Linked DNA regions of Zea mays: region 2 is linked to region 1. A link is a contact called in public Hi-C data. All regions are on one chromosome and are shown on one strand. Each heading gives the region's core, a stretch centred on a gene start, on an enhancer-like site or on the middle of the called end of the contact. The rest is flanking DNA. Distances are from core to core; before and after follow the strand shown.

What was found. Hi-C and Micro-C count contacts between places; a contact is called where the count stands out from the background.
Region 2: a Hi-C map of tassel shows a contact between it and region 1, with 9 times the contacts expected there. The contact joins the promoter of LOC100384506 here to the promoter of LOC100280773 in region 1. A contact is called at or near these places in 4 of 25 Hi-C or Micro-C datasets (bundle sheath, ear, leaf and 1 more).

The regions. Positions count from the first base shown.
Region 1 is chr6:46,297,572-46,301,396 of Zm-B73-REFERENCE-NAM-5.0, forward strand. It overlaps LOC100280773, which reads right to left and starts at 1,882. Exons shown (of 5, transcript NM_001153695.1): 1 at 1,832-1,882; 2 at 1,706-1,762; 3 at 1,517-1,591; 4 at 349-453; 5 at 1-238. The coding sequence starts at 1,723. The coding sequence ends at 122. It overlaps LOC100285427, which reads right to left. Exons shown (of 2, transcript NM_001158320.1): 2 at 2,275-3,825. The coding sequence ends at 2,466.
Region 2 is chr6:47,109,792-47,113,616 of Zm-B73-REFERENCE-NAM-5.0, forward strand. LOC100384506 (Pumilio homolog 3) reads left to right here and starts at 1,713. Exons shown (of 9, transcript XM_008649972.3): 1 at 1,713-2,435; 2 at 3,512-3,825. The coding sequence starts at 2,037.

The DNA of each region.
Region 1 (3,825 bases), core at 632-3,131:
CAACACACATAGCGAATTCTGCCGCGACTTACACTCCCATGCTTTGAGCATTTGGCATACACCTTACACCCAATAGCACAACGTACTGCTAGCAAACAGACTCTCTACGTGTACAGGGTACTCATTTCGGGTTCCTGAGGACGATGATGACCGAATCCCCGCGGAGGAACATCTTGCTTATGAACCTGTCCTTGTTCACCGGGAGAGCCTTCTTCTTGCCTTTACCGGTCTTCGGTACCTGTAACAGCGCGAGTCAAACAGGTGTTCAGAAACGGTTCGTGGACACGGCAAGTTCAAGCCAGGAGGGAGACTGGACAGAAGCTTAAGAGACCGTTCGGTTCGGCCTACCTCGGTCCACATCTCACGAACATTCTCAAGAACCATGTTGCAGTGCCGATCGAAGGCTCGCACGCGACCAAGCAACTTCTTGTTGTTCCGGCAGTTGATAAGAACCTAAGACATAAGAGACGATGTGTTATCAGAATAAGGAACAGTTAGTTGAAAAGCACCATCTATGCAACCTGAGACAGGCTGGCACAGGACACATAATATGTGATACGCGAGAGGAACAAAGATATAACGGTTAAGTAACAATGACACAGCGATCACAGTACAGCAAACGATGGTTTATGGTTAAGCGTGCACATATAAGATCGAATGGGTGCGGAAATATGGGCCATCGGGACATGATTGTCTGGTAGTTGGCAGCAACTAGGCAAGTAAATCAGTTGGTAAAAAAAATAGTAATGCTTGTTTTTGCTATTTATGAAAGAAATAAGGATGGATGACTATAAAATAGATAGTATAGACTATAGATACAGAAACCCAATAGTCTATATGACAGAGAGGTACTAGCATTATAGTCAAAACTGCCAAATTATGTTGCAATGCAATACTGACTGACTACCAAGGCCGCCAGCATTACCTCCATCCACCGAAGGTAAGAAACATGTGTGCATCACAGTTATTAAGGGGACAAGAATACAACACTGACTACAGACTAGTGCATCACTTCCACGTACCAAAATAGTATAAGAAACACAGCTGAGGGATATGTTTTAGTAAACAATTGGGAACCACAGCTAATAAACATGTCTTCGCTCAGAAGATTATTGGCCATTATGATTTGGTCAAGCAGGAGCTTCAGGCTGCTGCTGCTGCACAGAACTATACTTGTCTCAGGCTCTCAGACAATAAATGAGAAGGTTCAAATACAGCACAAATGATCATACTTGGATGAAGGATACACAAAAACTATGGCCAGATACAACCCTAACAATGGATCTAAGTTTCAGGACTACCAAGAGCAGGACCAGGAGGCAGCCAACTAAGGTTAACCATACTGACACAGCTGGACAGAAGGCACATTGCATTACTGCATAACTACAATTCATATCATAGTACCAGATTATACAACAAAAATACCAGCACATACATATTTTTCATAGTTGACCAGTAAGTCAATGTAGACAGACTGCAAAGAAGACACTGTATTTTCCAGAAGAAATCTGCCAACCTGGGTATTATTCTTGACGCTCATCATGAGCACCGAGAGAGGACCGGTGCTGAACTCCTCTTCCTCCTTTTTTATCTGTTTCGACAAAGGAAAAGAAAAGGCAAGGACCAAATCACAATTAATCCACAGCACCAGAAAGATGAGAGCAATATCCGGGGGAGGGAGGGAATGCAGTAATTTTCGGCTCACGTTGGTTTCTTCCGCCATGGGCGCCAATTGGAGCCGTCAATCTGCATACGGACGAAACTTTACCATCAGCAGGTTAAAAAAAATGGGTCGCCCGGAAGGATCTATACTCCGAAACCCGGAAATTACCTGGGTGGGCAGCGGCGAGACGGCGGCGGCGCGTCGAGAGGGATGAACTGTAGGGTTTTTCTGGAGGAAGACAAACTGGAAGCGATTTTACAGAGTGGCGCTGGGTTGGGCCCGGCCCAGTAGCATTTTGTTTCGGCCTTGTGCAGTTTCATGCCATAAATTGGCAGATGGGCCGTGATAGATTGGGCCCGGTTTAGAAACACATTTCTTGTTTCGGCCTTGTCCAGCTTCATTTTTAAAAAAGTTTATCCAGCTTCATTTTAAAAAAGTTTATCCAGCTTCATGGAATTGAAGTTTAGTATTATTTCGATTATCAAACAATGTTTGTACTGTTTCAACAAATCAATCATATATAGAGTCGCACAGTATGTTCTCCTGATAAATGATTTTCATTTAATTTACACCCACCATACAGTGAGTTATTCAGGGAGACAAACCACGAATTCAACAGAACTGACACGGCAACGAGGATTTATAAGACGAAAACATAAAGTACTGATACATAGTTCTAACTTCACACACAAACATAAAAAGGAATGGTTTGCATCTACTTCACATGGACGCAGCGATGCCATTCAGGACAGGCATCTAAGCAAAACCAACATCACGACTGACTCGACAGAGATAATGACTTTCAGTAGTTGGTAGCCCCAACATAGGGCTGCTGCCTACCATAACCGCCTGAGGGAGCGCCGCCGCTCCGATACTGCTGCTGCTGCTGGGGAGCAGGAGCCAGTAGTGGACAAGAGTTGGCAAAGTGTCCAGGCTGATTGCATTTGAAGCACAGTCCATTGCGAGGCTGCGAAGTACCGTAGGAGCTTGCTGCGCTTGCAGCCGCCTGCTGCCTGTATGTTCCTGCAGGGCAGTTCTGCACGTTGTGCCCACTTGACCCGCAGGACACGCAGGTCTGCTGCACATTCCGTGCCGCCGACACTGGAGTGGTCACCCCGGTGTACGTGCTTTCCTGCTGCGCGAGCTGGTTTGCAGACTCGCCATACCTTGGACCACTCAAATTGGTGGTGTAGGCACTGTTGGAGGTTGGCACACTTCGTCCAGCGCCAGTGTTGCTGATACCAGCATTGTAGGCCATGGCACCTTGCGCCCCAGAAGGTGAGCCAGTGTCATCCTGCAACAGGCCATTGATTACCCCTAGAAGGTAAGAACTCTCTATTGCCGGATCCAGCTTCTCTGCTTTAGTAATGTTGCACTTGACTTGCGGCGCATCATTATAGATCTCCTCCTTGACTTTCAGCGTGAACAGAAACTGCTGCCAACGAGCCGCCTGCAAGATCTCTGCAAATCGTTCCGAGTCTTCTACACTAATGTTGTTGAGCTCGTGGCCACTGTGGCCAATCATCACCTTAGCAGCATCTTCGAATGCAGTAAAATTGGTGACCCCACTGTGGTCCTGGATCTGGCCATTCAGCACGTATCTGTACTCACAATTTGGTAAGCTCTGGTCGCATTTGTCACAACGCCATGTCCCATCACCATTATCTGTTACCTTTTTGTTGCACATCCTACCATTCACGTCAATGGTGCAAGCAGGATAACAAAAATTATCTGCTATCAGATGTGAAATTGCAGCTTTAACAGTGATAAAGTCTGGCTTCTCTAACTGCCCCAGATTTTCATCCTTGATCTGAGCGATTGATTTCCGGACACAAGTACCACCCATACTTACCACTGACAGAGAAACACAAGCAGCTGTCTTTCCTCCAGTTGCGTACCAGCGCCGCAGACTCTCAGCCTCAGGAATTTCTGGGTCTATTTTTAACTGAGTTGAGCCAGCTGAGGACACAGATCTACCACTGTAGTCAGTAACGCGGGCACCTTTCAAAGCTAGAACAGGATTCAAACCAGAATCGCACAGCGACTGCAGCTGGTTGCCTTCAGCAACACACAACTTCCCCCATAAGGTAAGTTGTACACTTCGACCAGACATGTCTTTCAGTTCAAGTGTTCTTCTCTGGGTTTCCACGCCATCCTTTCGG
Region 2 (3,825 bases), core at 463-2,962, 810 kb after region 1:
GGTATTACACTTTTCTTCCTTCGGCTATTATCAACATTCTTCTGCTTTGCTGGGAGCCGAAGTTTTTCCATCTCACAATAGCTTCGGCGTTTGCTCTTATCTTCTTTGAATCCATCTTCATCTTTTAGAGATGAAGCTTTCTGTAATAGCTTATGCTAAAAACAAGTAGTTAATTATGTTTTTAGGACATTTGGAAGGAGAAGGCCACCAATATTTTTTATATATGCATTTATCATCATAGTTTAAAATGGCATATAAATATTTTTTTTGTGTTTAATTCGAGGTATATAGTATAAAAAATACGGGAAATAGAGATCACTCTAGTTCGGTGTGTTCTTTAGAGACAACCATTAGGATTTTAAGATGCGTCTAAAATTTTAGGCGTGCTTTAGGGATACCTGGTAGATAGTCTAAGCACGTGGGAACTTTTTTTCCAGGCACTAAAATTTGATTTGGACCCTTAAAACTCTAAATCCTAAACTCTCTGTTTGTACAAATACCGTTCCCGTACATCGATATCTTTTCTGTATTACTGACCCAAGTCTTATAGATCGGTCAGAAGATCTTTCTTGATTTTATTTATCGTTGATTAGTTAATTTTTAATCTAAAATGAAATGCGAAGGATAAAAAAAAGGCATGCATGAGAGGACGTGAGTGGGCGAGCAGTTGGACGACGCCTCGAGATGCATGCGCTGTTGCTAAGAAAAGTCGGTCCCCTTCATCCCCCGCTACCACTTTTTAACCCACTGTTACTGGGTTGTTACTGCTGTTAATCCATACATCAATCCATATCCATACAGAGTGTGATACTAGTGTTAACGTCAGTCACGTGGTGGTGGGCTGGTGAGCTGATGGTTGCAGTGGCCACGCACGCACTGCCTGCAGTCCCTTTCCTCCTGACTAAAAATAAACACAGGTTTCCTATAATCCTATTCTCCCCCTATAGACCCCTTTTCTTTCAAACCGAAATGAAATTTCTGTTGTGTTCTAAGCTGTCCTAGAAAAGACTACTCCCGGTGTGGTTTCACAGCTTCCACTTCGACTACTGCGATTTCGGCGGATGAGGCAGCTTCGAAGTACGTATTTTCGCTCAACTTTAATCCATATCAACTTTTAATATTTTTATATTGTTTTTATCTTTATAAATTATAGCTATAATATTTTATAGTGTATTTGGTCTGATGATTTGGCTCATTCATCATAGCTTGGCTCCGGATGGAGAGGAATTGCACTTTCTTGCGGAGTGAGCTGATTCCACGTGTTAGTCTGTTATTAGAAAGTTACGAACGACTTCGTTCCGCGATTCAAATTAAATGATAATATAGACTCGGACGTAGGTCTTGATGACTCCAAAAGCAGCCTAACCTGCAAACTAAACACGCCGTTAAACAGCTGTAGCGAACAGCGTTTAACTAGCTTCAACTTTTGGTTCGGATAACGGGAACTGACCGCTCCTAATTCAGTCACCGTAGCACGAGGAGCACTATCCTGCAGTATACTGCTACCGTTTATAAACAAGAGCAAGAAATAGCTTTGCCATCTCTCAAACTATCCCTCTGGAACAGCGATGGCTGTGCCGTGAGAACAACAAAACAAAACCCTAGAGGACCCAAAGCCCCCGGGCAGATCGGGCCCGTCCGTCCCGAAATCCAACGGCGCACCTCGCTCCGGCCGCTGTACTTAATCGAGCCGCAACCGGGCCTCTCTGACTGATTTCTTCTTCTCCAGTCTCTCTCTACTCCCCCACTCTTCCCCCACTCCCCCAGCACGCCACTGCTCACACAGACCACCCCCCACTCGGAGGCGGAGTGGAGCTCCTCCAATCCGTCCCGAATCCGGACGCCGCTCGCACCGCCCGCACCGCCCGCAGATGGACGCCCGCCCCCCGATCCGCCCGCTCTGACCAGACGAACCCGGTCCCCGCCCCCGCCGCCGCCGCTGGAGCGCGGTAATGGCGGGCTTCTAGCGCGTCGGACTTAAAGATCTAGCCTTTCTATTTTGTTTCCTCTCTGCCTCTTTTCTTTCGCTGGCACCGATGGTCACCGAGATGGCGGCGCGCGGCGGCGAGGCGGCGGCGTTCGGCGCGGAGGCCGACCGCGGCGACTTCGAGGTCTTCCGCAGCGGCTCCGCGCCGCCCACCGTCGAGGGCGCCCTGGGCGCCGCCGCGGCCGCTGCCGACCTGCTCGTGGATGACGACCTCCGCGCCGACCCGGCGTACCAGAGCTACTACTACTCCAATGCGCACCTCAACCCCCGCCTCCCGCCGCCGCTCCTGTCCAAGGAGGACTGGCGCTCCTCGCACCACCGCCTCCGCTCCGCGGCCTTCGGCGGGATCGGGGACGGCAGGAGGCAGCAGCAGCCGGCTGCCCAAGGGACGGTCGGCCTGCCCGGGATCGATCTTGCCCGCCAGAGGAGCTTCTCCACCGTCTTTCAGGTGGAAAGATCGAACTTTTTCTCCCCTTATTACTTCGCATATTTTATACTCCGTATTACGTAGTAGTAGTATACTCATCGATCTTCATTCTGTGCTAATATATGCCTTCTGACGACAAAGCCTTTGACCTTGTACTAGTTGCTCCTATTTTTGACTGATGGGTTTTTGACTGAGAAGTGATAAGTCCGAGTTCATTCCAATTATAGTAGACTATATATATATCTAGTGTCGAAGTATCTTAGATTTGCTATGTTTGACATATATTAGGTATGCAGCCGTCGTGCGCTCTCGACAGTGTGAACGCATGATTGCACTTTAGACCTGTGGTTTCTGGTGATGTCTCTGTTGCGGTTATGTGATCTATCGATTTTGTCGGACTCGGCTTCTTCATGGATTCATGGAGAAATTTATTTACATGAAGATAGGTAACGTGAAGTAACGGAAAAGACCCCGCCTTCTTTCCCTATTTGACTTTGGAGGCATACAGAGTATTTTCAGCTGACTTTCCTGATTGCGATGTTAAACCGTTACTAGTGATATTATGATGCATAACCGTTATGATGGAAACTAATCCACTTCCGGAGCAGTTCATGCTTTCTGGTCTTGAGAAATGTCTACTGGATCCCGACAAGCATTGTTCCATTTATAATGGAATAAGCGTTATGATTGGATAAACTAATGTAGTTCCAGAGCAGTTCATGCCTTTTGTTTTTTAGAAATGTCTACTGGATCACGACAAACATTGTTCCATATTTCACGTGCAAAACGCTTGTATGCACCTCTTATGGGTATTGTTACTTGTTGCTGTAGCTTATCTATTTCAACACGTCCTTGCATCAGTGAGCCATATTCTGCATTAGGGCATATTGAATCTTCTAAGTTTTGTGGTTCCCTTAGCAGCATACCCTCCCCTCTGCCGATCTGTATTTATTGATGACTGCATATTGTAAGATTCTAGGAATCCTGCATTAAGCCCTAGCTTCTTAAAGGTTCTTTTTTCCCCCTGCATTGCTGTTCATTCATTCTGTTTCATTGATCTAACATCAGACTTGTTCTTTTTGTTCTAAATGGCGCAGGAGGATTCGTATCAGCGTGATATGGATAGGCAGACTGCCAGCCACAATAGTAGTGAATCATTATGTTCTTCTGGAATACAGTATGGTCTAAATCGTGGACCTGGAACTATTGGAGGCCTGCACTCTAGCAATAGTTTACGAAGCTTGGATGAAATTCCGAACAATGATCTGCCATCAAATACATTTGCTTCTCTTTTAGGGTCATCTCTTTCTAGGAGTGCATCTCCAGATCCTGAGCTTGTGAGGAGGGCCCCTAGTCCATCCCTTCCTCCAATCGGTGTGAAAGTTGGCAACACTGATAAGATGAATGGTGG